2 separate regions of the Zea mays genome follow, and region 2 is linked to region 1. Evidence: chromatin contacts called from public Hi-C data. All regions are on one chromosome and are shown on one strand. The core of a region is the stretch at or near the end of the contact, and the rest is flanking DNA. Distances in the headings are between cores, read along the strand shown.

Region 1 (2,700 bases), core at 119-2,618:
ACCAACTGTTTTGATCCCTATGTGAGTGCCAATACCTGGTAAAGCAACGTGACCGTGGCCGGCAGTGAGAGTGCACCACAAGCATACCCGTGTGGCCAACAATGCTGCTGCTGCATGGAGAATGAGTGGAAGATGTAGGTAGAAATGACAATTCACTTAGACAATAGAGAGGAAGATTTCCAGTTAACTGCAAAAGGTAGCGGAGTGGTATTTTCGAGAATGGATTGATTTTCAGTGGTATTTTATGAAACAGTGAATCTTTAATTGTATTTCCCCGAGGTGGAAATCGTTTGGCGCTATAGAACTACTTTCCTGTTAAGAAATGTTGTGCCACCTATGTTTCAAGCAGTAAAACATCACTAGTAGCCAGCACCCAGCAGGCTAGCAAGCAATGTATGTAACAAAACAGTAAGAACTAAGGTTGCACAATTAACCAAACTTTGCTTTCAAGTCACTTGTTAGGAAACATTAAGTCACTTCAAGTCGCAGAATTATCCAATCAAGGCGCTCATAGTTCAATTCGGCTACTCCAACAGTGTCCTTGTTAGGAAAGAGTAACACCAAGAGACCTAGTAATCAAACGAGCCAATGAATCACCGTATGACCTGCTAGACGACGACTACAACTGTCCCGGCCAAAATTGAGGACCTCAAAACAGCTACTCCCTCGGTTCCGGATTATTAGACGTTTTGACTTTTTTAGATAGGGAGTAGTTGAGAACGAGATCCAAATAAGTGCCACAAGAGCAGCCATTTCACACAGCGTTGGCGTCTACTAGTACTAGGACTATCAGAGCTCAAAACTAAGCGTAGCTGATTACATCAGAAATGCAGCAGAGCAAATCCATAGAGGGCAAGAGCAAAGAAGTGAGTACCTGCGGTGCCACTCGTCCTTGGTCTGGAGCGTGGACTGGAGGCGCTTGGGGAGCGACTCCCAGGGGCACTCCTCCCGGATCGCCTTCACCACCATCTGCTCCTCCACCGTCGCCGACATCCTCCACCTCCACCCTCCGCCGCGAAACTGGTGGCTGGATGGGGCGGATCTGGCTGCTGCGCTGGGCGAGATCAGATCGCGATATCACGGAGAACGGGCGAGTGAAGTCCGGGAGCGTGAGCCGTGAGGACGCTGCTATTCCGTGACGCGGGTTCGAGCACGGCGACACCGTCCGTGGCACCGTGGCGTGCCCCAGGCGGTGGCGCGCTGCGGACTGCGGTGGCTTGCAGAGTATGTACAGTAGCGCGGCGGGGAGGGAAGCAAATTGGCGGTCTCTAGTCCGCGCAGCCCGCAGCAGGACGAGACAAACCTTCGAAACTCGTACGGTCGTACCGGCACCGTGGTCAGTCCGGTTTCCGCGATGCCGGTTCGGGTAACGTCCGCGGGTGGTGTGTTCAAATAAATAGTTTACATTATTGATCGCAATATTTACATAGTGGATTTTAAATATAGGTAAGAAAATAGATACATTGATCTGGTCTTAGAAGTGTTTGGTTGACTAAAGTTTAGTCCATATTACATTTACAGTTTAAATGCTAATTATAAATGTTAAATATAGTCTAATTATAAACTAATTATATAGATGAAGAGGTGAGAACTAAACGACGGGACAAATTTATTAACGCTAGTTAATCTATGATTAGCAAATGTTTAATATAACATCACATGAGTGAATCATCGACTAATTAGATTTAATAAACTCGTCTTCTCATTTTATGTTTATCTATGTAATTAGTTTTATAATTAAATTATATTTAATACTTCTAACTAGTATTCAAACTTTTAATGTGACAGGACTAAAAATTAGTCTATACTGCCTCCGTTTCGTTTTAGTTGTCGCTGGATAGTACAAAATTGAACTATCTAGCAACAACTAAAAAGAAACGGAGAAAGTATGATCTAAATGGGTCCATAACTATTTACAGTCCTCTTCTCCACTGTTGGGGACTTTAAGGTCTTCAAAACATTAACCTTATAATTGTTTTATCTTGTTTTATATGATTGCATGACTAATGTCGAAGATAGGTTTGGCCAAAATTGTTGGTGTGCATGCACCCGAAGAAGGAAGCTTCAGGCAACCAACCAACGTGTGTGCATGCTTGATAAAGTTGAATAAAGCCACAAGAAGCTTTCGAAGTTTAGCTAATAGGATAGAGGAAGGAAAGGACAACTTTATATAATATCCCAAAAAAATGTTGCTAAAGGTTGATCTTCAGTGTGTGGATGTGGGAAAAGGGTTGTGGGCCGTTGGATGCTAAGTCGGAGTCATCTATGGTGTCTCTTCTTTTCTCCCGCAAAGAAAGCCCTAGTGGTGGCCTTTTCCCCTTTTGCCCCTACTTGGCTGCCACCCCTTCCTCCCCCCTCCCACACTTGGCCGCCCCTCCCTCCTTTCCCCTTGGGCTGGTCGTCCTCTCCTCCCATGGCAGCCTCTCTCCATGGCTTCCTCCTCTCTCTAGATCTCCCCCCGCGCAGCAAGGATCGAGAAGAGGAGGAGCACGTTGAATTGAAGGGGAAGAGAGGATCAAGGAGATGCTCTTCCCCATCTCTTATTGCAGAATTTCTTGGGGAAACCCTAGGTATGGATGAGATCATTGTTCCTCTCTGTAATTATGTGCTTTTGGAGGTTGTGGATCATGGGAATTAAAGGATTAGAGGTTGGATTAGATGTGGGGTTAGGTTTTGATCTCGAATTTAGTTTTCTGCAGA
Region 2 (2,700 bases), core at 90-2,589, 140 kb before region 1:
CCTACATATGCTAGTTGCCAATCTCAACGGTAAAAAACTTTTATATATTGAAGTGAGGGTTGAGAGAAGAATGAGGAGGTGGTATAGACATCTGAAGTGAGGGTTGTGTGAATGAGCTCAAGCACTTCTCCATTCTGAAATTGCTACGGACCATGATAGCAATACGATGAGCGATACGGACTGGTCAATATGGATCGATCGTGACTCCAAAGCGGTCAGTGGGTACTGATCCTGCCGGCTGGTCGACGACCTCATAGACTGCGCCTGTGCCGCTCAACGCTAGCACACCATTGGCGGGTGTGATGCCCGACCGATAGGTTTGACACGTGTACGGAACATTGACACCAGTCTTATGTATGGGGATGCTGGAATGGTTGTCTTAACATACCATAGATGAATGAGGAAGGCTCACGTCACCACTTAAAATTTGGCACGTAGAAAAAAGAAAGTGCTCGCCATTTGATTACTCCCCTTTGGCATGCATGCCGTCGAATTAGGAAAATAGGTGGGCCATTAATCATAGGTCATCTTTGACGGTGTTAGCTAGACGAGCGTCGCTACACGTATGACTCTAGTGTTAAACTTAGGTACAAATAAGGCAACGTGTTTGACTCATGCTTCTTTAGTTCAGAACGAGAAGTAACAACAATTGTAGGTTAAGGTTGGTCTAATCCAGTTATACGGGTGGTGGATCGTACGTGAACCACTTTCGGTCATTCAACATTTGTGTTTCCGGTTGTAGAAGATGTTTTAATAGTTTGAGATCTCCTTGAACATTTCATCAAACTACTGGATTTATTTATTTATTTTTTGTGTCTTCAGTTACGGTAACCTTTTCGCTCTCCACCCACCCACACACCCACCCACTACCATACGCCGCCACTGACGCATCATAACGATCGAGTGTCTCTTCCATAACCTTTTCCGGTGGCCATCCTTAACAACCTCACCTCACTTGTGGCTGCATCTCACATGGTTGTCAAAATCTCGATTTTATAGTTGGATTTTGCGTCCTTACTATTCAGAATTAGCGGGTTTGATTCTTCGCTTCTGTTTTTTTTTTCTTCCACTGTCTTCTATAATTCGGACCGTATTCGACTTGGAATCCACGATTTTTCGATAACCTTTAGATCTGGATGCCTAATTTCTTATTAAGAAAATACCACACGCTGCAAAGAGAAAAAAAGGCTTTATAAAGTCGGAGTAGCCCACTACCGTTCGCATCAAGGAACGAAGTCTGACTGACTGACACAGGGGAAAGTAGCACTTGAGTACTGCTGCCTATATACACACACACGCGTATGGGGAAAAAAATCGACGCAGAAGCGGGCGCAGAGGCAGACGCATGCATGATGCATCGAGCCCCCCCAGCTCGCAGTCGCACCGGAGGAATGCTAACTGGAGAGCCACGCCTGCCGCGGAGGACCGGGACTAACTACGAGCTGCCGCGGCCGTTCCTGGTGCAGGTGGGACCCACCTCGCTTCCTTTCCTCCTTCCAGATTATTTAAAGCCATTTCCGTTGCGTCCAGGTCCAGGGTAGAGAGAGAGAGAGGGGATGGTGTGAGGGAGGGAAGGGAGCAAAGGCAAAGCAGCCAACGACCAGAGAGACACGGAGGCTCAGAGAGAGAGAGCGAGGAAGAAGAAGAGAAGAAGAAGATGGAGCAAGAGGAAGCGTGCTCCTCCTCGCTGCGGCAGTGCAGGATTTGCCACGACGAGGAGGACGAGCGGCGCTCCGCCATGGAGTCGCCCTGCGCCTGCTCCGGCTCCCTCAAGGTATGTGTCCTCCTCTATCCTCTATGCGGGCGGCTACAGCAGCATGCGGCGCATGACCTGATGATGCTCTGCGCGCGCTCCGCCTGCTGCGTGTCTCGTGAACTCGCTGCACCGGCCAAGCCATCTGAACGACGACGTGTCTGTTGTTCCTCCCCTCGCGCCTGCAGTACGCTCACAGGGGATGCGTGCAGAGGTGGTGCGACGAGAAGGGAAGCGCCGTCTGCGAGATTTGCCTCCAGGTTTGTTTTCGTCGCGCCCGAGTCGATCGCGCCCAGCAGCAATTTTCAGATTCCTTCGCCTGTTATTCACCCGCCGTCGTCGCTCACTGTTTTATCCACGCAACTTCTCCGCTTGTGTTGGACGGGGGAAATTTTGATCCGGGTGATGAAGGTTAAGCAATTTGCCCCCCCCCCCCCCCCCCCCCCCCCCCGTGCAAGTCTCCCCTGCTGATCACAGCGTGCAAAGTGCTTTTGTTTATTTATTTATTTATTGCAGCAAAGTATTGTACCTTTCTCAGAGTCCAAGTATTGTGAAGCTTCGCCTTTTGTCTAACAGCCGTGCTTTTTTTTACTGACAGAACTTTGAGCCAGGCTACACCGTTCCTCCCAAGAAAACCCAACCTGCTGATGTCGCGGTGACCATCAGGTGCCTCCTTCTCTATCTCTCTCTGGTAACTGTGCGCATTAAGGCTATCTATCAGGGCGAATGCTGTGCTTAATTGTAGGTGGTCACTGGTCAGCTGTAGTTGTTCCATAATATAGTAACTGTCATCAGAACATCCACTTCGCCCATTTCATTCATTCATCCATTCCTTCGTTCATTTTTGTTTGGCATCAACCTCATCTCATCTGAACCGAGCGCGGTTGCTGGCCAACCCATCTTTATCTCCCATTCCATCGATTGATTAAACGGAATCTGCCAGCGCG

Evidence for each region. Hi-C and Micro-C count contacts between places; a contact is called where the count stands out from the background.
Region 2: a contact with region 1 is called in a Hi-C map of leaf, with 4 times the contacts expected there. The contact joins the promoter of LOC100283719 here to the promoter of LOC103650099 in region 1. A contact is called at or near these places in 7 of 25 Hi-C or Micro-C datasets (bundle sheath, ear, endosperm and 2 more).

What each region holds. Positions count from the first base shown.
Region 1 is chr3:54,461,270-54,463,969 of Zm-B73-REFERENCE-NAM-5.0, reverse strand. LOC103650099 (protein FAM91A1) reads right to left here and starts at 1,368. Exons shown (of 12, transcript XR_004857137.1): 1 at 875-1,368.
Region 2 is chr3:54,603,267-54,605,966 of Zm-B73-REFERENCE-NAM-5.0, reverse strand. LOC100283719 reads left to right here and starts at 1,339. Exons shown (of 8, transcript NM_001371961.1): 1 at 1,339-1,466; 2 at 1,531-1,774; 3 at 1,942-2,013; 4 at 2,352-2,419. The coding sequence starts at 1,658.